2 separate regions of the Mus musculus genome follow, and region 1 is linked to region 2. A link is a contact called in public Micro-C data. All regions are on one chromosome and are shown on one strand. The core of a region is the stretch at or near the end of the contact, and the rest is flanking DNA. Distances in the headings are between cores, read along the strand shown. Region 1 overlaps Srgap3 (SLIT-ROBO Rho GTPase activating protein 3). Region 2 holds the start of Rad18 (RAD18 E3 ubiquitin protein ligase).

Region 1 (4,434 bases), core at 1,297-3,796, 60 kb after region 2:
CGCTTCCATACTGCCGTTAAAGAGTTTATGGCTATACACTGAAAGAGGCCTAGGTCTCCTCATTTTCTGTGGTTTAGGGGGAAGACAGGGGGGCCTAGGGGAAAACGGAACAAAAGAAATCAAGAAGGCAACCAACATAAACGTACCGCTGGGAGAGACGCTCTTCAAACCCACAACTGGAAGAGAACACAAAATGCAGAGGGAGCCCCTGGCCCCCAACACATTCGTTCCCCATGTTCCATCTGAAGGCCTCTGGATGGTTTAGGTCTTAGTTTACCTACAATGCCAAGCAGGAGCAACTCTCACAAAACACAAATGCATTCTACTTTAAGGGGTATGGGGTGTATCCAAGAAGCCCCTGCAATGCCAACCAGAGGCTGGCATCCTGCAGACCAGATGGAGGGGAGGAGGGGAGAAAGGTGTCATCTGTAGCCCAAGAAAGCAAGAGACTTTCAAGCATCATCAAAAGGGTTAATTTTTCATAATATCGGCTTAAATCTGTCACCAAGGCCCAACTCCCAGTGTACCAAGGGCACTCTCTTCCTGATGCCTCTTGGCATTTCAAAGGCATATGACTCATCTTTGTTGCATGGATCTGAGAGCTAGACAGATAGATGTCAGGATGCAAGCTGCTCCTTCTTTAGGATCCGTAGGTGGCCTGGGATGTTATCCCACTCATCGGTCAAGAACATTTTGGATCAGAGCGCTGTCAAACCCATTACCACACTTAACCCGGTGTCTTCCTATTACACGTGGCTCTATTCTACAGAAACTAAGGCTCAGAGAAAAAGAGCAGTGAGTCAGACCCACCCACCTCTACCCACTTCCCCTCCAAGGAAGTGAGTTTGTTTGTTTATTAATTTGTTTGTTTGTCTTTTACGTTTCAAGTCATGGGCATAGTGCCAGGACATCATGCCATTTCTAGCTGCAGACGTGTCTGCCCCATCAGTCCATGGCAGGAGTCAGGTTGAAAGTGTCTTGCTTTGCTTTCGGATCTCCATTCCCTGGGTTCTGCTGTCAGCCACAGGGAGGGGAGTCCTGATACCACAGTCCACCAGGAGCAATGAAATGGCCACAGACACCAGACCCGTGTCCACAATTGCTCGCCATGCATGGGCCTGGACTGGCTTCTTTGCTCATTTCCTTACACAAACTGGCCCGACTCAACACTGGGGACCTTCAGGGAAAGGGATTTTAGAAAGTTTGGAGGAAGCACCCTTCCCAAATGAGGCAGCTTACTTTCAAATGGTTTGGCTCAAGCTATGGGAACAATGAGTGTATATTCAGCCAGGCAGATAACGGGCATATATGAGAAGCAAAGACTTGCCCCTTCTCCAAGTCTTGATTGACTTCTGTGTATTGGCAAGAATCTTCTGTTTGTTTCTGAGACAGGATCTCATAAAGTCCAGGGTGGCCTCAAGCTTGCTATGTAGCCGAGTATGACGTCATACTCCTGATCCTCCTGCCTCCATCCTTTCAGTGCTGGGATTATAGGCATGCACCTTTGCACTGGGTTTAATGTGGTGTTAGCAACTGAACTCATGGCCTCGTGCATGCTAAGCAAGCATTCTACCAACTAAAGTATATCCTCAGCCCACACAGGCAAGAATTATATGGACTGTGGAACCAACCAACACGAAGGAGGCTTGCCCTGCCTCTCTCCCTTGGGCTTCCTGTGCCCATGTCCTTCAGCAGCCCAGCCATACAGGACACTCTAGCCAAGTCCTCCAGAATGTTTCTAAGTGTTGAGCAAAGGCTGCTAGCTCCAGGACATGCATGGGCAAACGGGCAAAGTCCAAACAGCATGCCACCCAATCAAGGGCACCAAAAGAACAGCACAATCCAAACTCTGAGGAGAAACAGCTGGCAGGATTATCTCCAGCCCATCTCGGACGGATGTGAATTTGGTTAGCTAAGTCCATGTCATTTCCTTTTTGTAAAAAAATACTACATCTTTTTTGAGAATGTGTGAAAACAGGGAGGGGGAATCTCATATAGTGGCTCTCTGCTTTTGAATTTTCAAATGTAAAAGCCAAGAGAAAAAAAAAATATGACACAAAGCCACAGGATCCAAATTTAGGGATGAAGAATAAGGAGGATGGCAATGCCACCATTTTTGTTTTCCTAGTACTGTGGGCTCTGGAGACACTTCTCCCACATTGCATGATTAACCCCCTCGCAAGTCTGGGAGGCCAAGGAGCCCACAGGAAATTAAGAAATTTGCCAGTGGCTACGCAGATGGGATCTATCAAGAGCCGGGAGTGGAGTGGAATGCAGTTCTTCCTACTGGAAGCTCCATCACAGGTATGAAGTAGAGAGAGGGATCTTGCTAACTGTCTATCCATCTCTCGAGGCCGGCAAGAATGGGGATCTTGGCACAGGCACTGAAAAGGCAGAGTCGAAAGCTCTAGGAGCAGGATATGCTTCCCCAGGTTTTTCCTGCCAAGTCCAGAGTATAAAAGAAAATGAAGGCCTCTTTCCCCACCCCATGGTGCACTGGGGAGTGGCTGGAATCTCTGACAAGGAAACGTAGCTATCCCAACTTTGAATGACACCAAATCTGTATCAACTTACTGGAATGCTGGGTGGGGCACAAAGTGGGGAGCAGGGGGGCAGCTCAGCCAAGGAAAGTGGGGCAGCCTAAGCCTTCCATCTCTTCTGCTGCTCAGTTGCAGAGCAAAAACAAAACAAAACAAAACAAAAAAAGGAAAGAGAGAGAGAAGGGAAAACAGGAGCAAGCCACAGAGAGGAGAGAAGGATACCAGAGACAATGGCAATGGCCCCTCTCTGCCTTTCAGCTGGGATGAAAATTAGCATATGCTGGCAACACAGGCGTGGCCTCAGAATTAGTCTGCGACAAAAAGCGAGAGATTAAGAATTCCCCCAAACAACCCAACAGATGTGGGTGTCAGTATCCAAAATGGTGTCAACACTGATGTTCAAGGGCTTGTGGATTCTTGGAAGCTGACTGAAGTTGGATATAAACTGAGCTGCATCTGATAGGTCGTGACATCTCCCTTCACATAAGGACTCGGGCCTCTTGTCAACCTGCTTAAGGAAGCTGATCTCCTTTCAAATCATAATGATCAAGAACTGGTGTTTGCATCTCACTTTGCCGTTTTTAATCAATTCTTCAAAGTCCATTAGCACATCTGGTCTGCCTATAGGAACTGCTGAACAGCTTTGAGAACAGCGGGGCTACGGTGAATTGAGGCCGTTCACAAATCTGGCTTTAAGTGTGAGAAAGAGGCCAACTAGACAAGGGCAAGAGCAAGTTGGCTGAGGGAACCTGCACGGACGAGGGTCCCAGATGCCTCTGACTGTGAGAATCTACTGTCGACACAGCCGAGGTGCAGAGACAGATCATCCGGGGCCTCTGGGACTCATTTTAAAACCACTTTCAGGTTGACAGTGAGGTCCACAAGCTCAATAATGAGCCAGAAAATATCTGGCTAGGTCTGAAATTTGGGACAGGATGCCTAAGTGGGAGGTCTAGTCATCCAAACTTCGACTTCCCAATCCCTAGGCCAAAGCAATTGTAGAAGACAGTATTTCAGACGGTTTAAAAAAATATGTATATATAGGGGTTTGGGTTTTTTTGGTTTTTTTTTTTCTTTTTTTGAGATAGGGTTTTTCTGTTTAGCCCTGACTTTTCTAGAACTCTCAAATCTGTCTGTCTGTCTGTCTGTCTGTCTGTCTGTCTGTCTGTCTCTATCTATCTATCTATCTATCTATCTATCTATCTATCTATCTATCTATCTATCTATCTATCTATCTATCTATTTCCTGGGCTTTCTTGGGGCTGGGGGAGCCTAAGACCTGGCCAAGGGATATATTATGGCTCTTCTCCACCCCGACCCCATAGTCTGCTGGAGCAATGTCCTGCCTGCATCTTACAGATTAGGAGGCAGGAAGACACGGCCCAATTCATCCCACTTTGGTATAAAGTTCTCTGAGTTTTATAGCAATACTCTCTTACCAGAAAAAAATAAAAAGAGTAACAAATTTGGGTTTTTCAAATGTGACCTGAGCAACTGCTGTTCCACACGTGGGACGGTCCTTGCCTGTGAATCATCTCATTGTTTCCAAACTGCCTGGGCCAGATGAACATCTGGATTCCTGGAAAGCTCTAAATCTCCAGGTCCAACATATTTAAATCCCACAGCTTCCCAAGCCTTTGCCACGCCCACTTGCTTCCCCAGGAGCAGGGAAGAGTTCAAGGGTCATCTTTGCTGTTGCCAAGTAGGACAGCTTTTCAGGATTCTGAGCCATTGGAAAGGACTGGTTTGGAAGTAGAGTGTCACTGGGTCACTGAGCCCCTTGCCCCATCTCAAAACGAGGTTAAAAAAAAAAAGTAGCTACCAACTGCCACACACGATAGAGGGCGGATCTCTGGGCCAAATGCTAGATTCCTGTTGAAAATCCAGACACCAG
Region 2 (4,448 bases), core at 453-2,952:
GGCGAGAGGACGTCGTCTCTGACCTCCATGGGCACCAGGCATGTATGCAGTGCATATACATACAAGTAGGTAAAGCACTCAATGCGAAAAATAAAATAAATAATTCTTTAGAATAATTAATGTAAATATAAGCAAATACAACCAAGGGAGTACCTACTTTTAATCTTAACACTTCAGTGGCAGGAGCAGGAGTATCCAAGCTTCAAGCCTACCTGCACTACTACATAAGGAGCCCGTCATAAAGCCAAACACAAACCAAAAAGTTGTCATTTACAGTCCATATGAAACATTACATAGCTATAAAAACCTGCTTGTGCTGGGCAGTGGTGGCACATGCCTTTAATCCCAGCACTTGGAAGGCAGAGGCATTGAGGTCTGTGAGTTCTAGGCTAGCCTGGTCTACAGAGCTAGTTCTGGGATAGGCAGGGATTCAACAAAGGAGGCCTGTCTCAAAAAACAACACACACACACAAAATAAAACAAACAATAATCAGTTGTGGAAGGGAAATGTTCAGGTTGTAATAGATGCATTGTTTGTAAGAACAGAAGGAAAAAGCCTGCACTCAGAGGACAGAGCTAGTTACGGGACAGCCAAGGATATCCAAAAAAACCCCTGTCTCAAAAAACAACAATTATAAAAGCAAAGAATAACCAACTGTCATAGGGAAACCGTCTAGGTTATAACAGATACAACGTAAGCCTGCTGCACTCAGCAGACAGAGGCAGGAGGGCTACCCAATCTTGGTAGAAAACAAACATCAAAACAAAAAACATCCACCGGATGGGCAGAGGTGGCACACATCTTTAATCCCAGCACTTGGGAGGCAGAGGCAGACAAGCAGATCTCGCTGAGTTCAAGGCCAGCCTGGTCCTACAAGAGCAAGGCTACACAAAGAAACCCTGTCTCAAAAACAATCAAACAAACAAACAACACATCCTACTAAATGTTATTTAAGGGAGATAATTCAGTATGCAATAATTCCTTAAAAGGAAAGGCTAAGCGCTGGGTCTAGGTCCTGGTCTCTCTTTTAAAAAGATGTGAGCCAGGGGCTACAGGGTATGACCTCGTCTCCTAAATTAATAAAATAAATAAAAGTTAAATAAAGAGAGATGCGTCATTATTGAGTCATGGAGGGCACATTAGGCAGGGAAGCCGGATGCAGTGTGTTAAGAACGTGGAGGACTTCTGGACCACAGCCAGAAATGGAAAACCATGATAAGCGGACCCTCTGCTATACTGCTTGATTATAAAATGTCATCCGATGCAACGTCCACACAAATCACGAGTGGTGTCACTGTTAACACAGGAGTCCTCGTAGGATGTGATGTCACCATCGTTGACACTACTTTACGGGGAGACGCGGTGATAGTGACAGAAACCCAAAACATCCGGTTCGTTAGGGCGGCGACCTAAGGCTGACTGCGCAGGGCCGCGGCGCGTTCCCGGACCGTCTCGGGGGTTGGAAACTGAGGACCGGCGTCGCGAGGCCAGGTTAGGGCCGAGGCGGCGGCGCGCGGACCGGGGTGCCTGTTCGCACCGACGACGTCCGCGCCCCGGCCTTCCCCCGACACTCACCTTCATCACCGCCAACCCCGGAGGCCATCGCGGCTCGGCCAGGACCTCCATGGCCGCACCTGATGAGACCGCCAGCTACCGGCCCGCCACGCAGCTCCTCTACTCGAAATTCCCCGCGCTACACCGTACGTCAGCTACGTGCGGCGCGCTCGCGGCGAGCGCACGGCATGCTGGGAGCTGTAGTTCTTGTGCGTTGGACGTTAGCGGCTTCGGAAGACCGAAGGGGAAAAAGTGAGACATTCCAGGGCGTAGCCTGGAGCGATGCAGGCGTTTGGACCTCTTGGATCCCGAGAGACAAGAAGATAAGTGAAAGATTAAAAGCAGCTTTAATCTGTCTTATAAAATGAATAAACAAAAGATTCCGGAAGGTGATTGAATATTAGGAAAAAGAAACCAAATGAAGCCTAAGCCTTGGTAGAGAGTTCAAGATCTAGGCTCAGGTCTTCCCTCTTCAGGTAGTAATCTCTGGTTGCTTTAGAGATCTGTCTTGCTCCTTGAAAATATCTAAAGTTACACTTCTGTCTCAACTCCTCTTTCTGTAAGCATCCACGAGAGCCACATAGAGCCTCTGTTCTTCAAAGGTAACCACGGCTAATATTGGCACTTAGTTCTCAGATAGTCCCCATGTATAAAAGGACCAGTGTTAGCAAAGAGTGTTATTAAATCAGTTTAACAGGAACCCACATTCTTTTTTATCAAATTACTCCATCTACTTGAGAGGCTCCTCACCCTCTTCCATCTCCCAGGTGACGCCTTATCTCCCGGACCTGTCTCCAGAAAGGTTCCTTTTAGGCTCATTTAACCAGAGCTCCATTATCTGGATGTGGAACGCTGACCAACACACAGCCAGCCTGGCTACTCAGTTCAGCACTCATCTTCTGCCTTCTGTGGGCCTCCGCTGTACTAGGTCTCAGGGGCCACAAGTTGGTCCAGATGACTCGCAAGACAGAATCCCGAAGCTTGCGGTATCACTGATACCCCGGTGGCCCACACATTCACCGATTCAACATGTATGTTTTGAAGACTTACAATGGACCAGGCATGTGAGCTCTCCTGGAAAGTAGGGGGAGAGATGTGGCTGTTACAGACACTTTACAGGTGTGAAGACTAAAACCCAGCAGGTTAGGAATTCATTCTTTTGAGTTTTTATCATAAAATAATCCCTGTAATCTGAGCCAATTAATTTTTCCTAGCCTACAGTCACAGATGAACTGTGCAACACCAACACAAACAACATTTAGGTGATAGTTTACTTATTACAGTAATAGCTAACACATATTAGACCACCTGTATTCAAAGCACTCCTGTGGCTTTGGGTTGTTTTGTTTTGTTTTGTTTTTGCATCATGCACTTACTTGGTTTACTCATTATTCAAAGGAAAGAAAAATGGGTAATTGGTGCAGAGCATTCTGCAGCTAAGTAGAAGCAGGGCTTGAACTCAGGATGTTGGGCTTTTGAGCATATAAACTACCACAGAATCGTCTCATAAGAGTCTGTCTGGTCAAGACAGTTCTTTCCGCATGCAGATACGGAACCCAGTGTCAGAACAGCAAGAGGATTCAGACACTGAATCTAGCAAGTCGGCAGCCAGGAGGTAAATGGCAGATTAGATGCAAGGTGGATTTGTACCAACCCATCAGGGGAGAGTACTCACATGAACTCTAGGTTGAGTTGGGTGCTGCTGGATAGTTCTGGGAACATCGGAGGGGCAGGTGGCAGATTAGATGCAAGGTGGATTTGTACCAACCCATCAGGGGAGAGTACTCACATGAACTCTAGGTTGAGTTGGGTGCTGCTGGATAGTTCTGGGAACATCGGAGGGGCAGGTTGCCGTGCAAAGATACGGCAATAACAAAAAAGCAAGTTTGCCATAGTTATTCCTTTAGGGTTCTCTTTGGATACTGGGCAATTAGGTTAACAAATGACTGGGGAGTGAAAGAGAAATGTGTGAGAAAAGAGGGAAGAATAGGGGAGGGACAGAGAGAGGGGGAGGAAAGGAAGAGAGGGGGGAAGGAGGGAGGGAAATGAGGAAAGAGAGAAAAGAGGTGGGGCTGGGGAGGCACTCTCTTCTCTGCAGAGCCTCCAGGTCACACCCCAATGCCATTCATCTCTGAACTCTTGCCACCAACCACTCAGTGAGATGGAATTAATGAGCAAATTACCAGTGAGCTCACATTCCCAGGTCATCTTTTCCTCCTGAGCTAAATGTTTTCCTCCTGTCCTCTTTAGCAGCACCCAAGGAGCCATGTCACCTCTGGGCCTAGGGAGGAAAGTTCCAGGGAACAAGCAGGTTCTAGAAAGACCATTATGGGCTCAGGGCAATATGCCTCCCCTTTTCCCTCCCTTAAGCCTCAAGAGCCATTCTCCTGTCTCCTGACAAGCTGCCGTCTGTCTCTGAGAAACATGCCCTTCTTTTAGATCAATAACGAGCTTGTGCCTCTTTATTCAGGAGCAAAAACAAAATGTTCTGTATTTAAAAAGCAGACAAGAGTCAGAGGCTCTCCCATAATACTTAGCCCCAAGTGAAGAGCCAGGATAGGTTGACTCCATGAAAAACAGATGCCCAGTAAACTTGAATTTCAGATATACAGCAAATAATTTAGAAGTATAGTGTGTCACAAACATATAACATACCTATATTTTAAAAAATATTCCCTGATTATCTGAAATTAATGGTTTAACCTGGACATCTGGTGCCTTTATTTGCCAAATCTGACAACCCTAATCAGGGCAATGTCTTCCCAGCCAAGTGGGACCTGTCCTTGGCTCACCCTGGATGTCTCACGGTCCTGAGCTCCTGCCAAAGGCCTCTTTGCATCCCACCTTCATCTCTTCCCTCCATCCTTCTCATCCTAATTCACTTTCTTAAAGA

What was found. Hi-C and Micro-C count contacts between places; a contact is called where the count stands out from the background.
Region 1: a Micro-C map of embryonic stem cells shows a contact between it and region 2, with 2.8 times the contacts expected there. The contact joins the enhancer-like site here to the promoter of Rad18 in region 2. A contact is called at or near these places in 1 of 39 promoter capture datasets (macrophages), 2 of 484 Hi-C or Micro-C datasets (embryonic stem cells and nephron progenitors), 4 of 115 datasets of contacts at active chromatin or transcription factors (bone marrow-derived macrophages and embryonic stem cells) and 1 of 9 other capture datasets (adipose tissue).

What each region holds. Positions count from the first base shown.
Region 1 is chr6:112,754,580-112,759,013 of GRCm38.p6, forward strand. It overlaps Srgap3 (SLIT-ROBO Rho GTPase activating protein 3), which reads right to left. Exons shown (of 22, transcript NM_080448.4): 12 at 1-94. Among named protein-coding and RNA genes, the nearest start is that of Gm26799, 57 kb to the left of the region's middle. Within about 2 kb of position 2,547, at least 8 of the 459 cell types and tissues checked have an H3K27ac peak or open chromatin away from gene starts, as enhancers often do. A contact at or near this core is called in embryonic stem cells, where this site is marked.
Region 2 is chr6:112,694,968-112,699,415 of GRCm38.p6, forward strand. It overlaps Rad18 (RAD18 E3 ubiquitin protein ligase), which reads right to left and starts at 1,703. Exons shown (of 12, transcript NM_021385.2): 1 at 1,577-1,703. The coding sequence starts at 1,627. Gm35824 (a long non-coding RNA gene) reads left to right here and starts at 1,701. Exons shown (of 2, transcript XR_377964.4): 1 at 1,701-3,288; 2 at 3,403-3,520.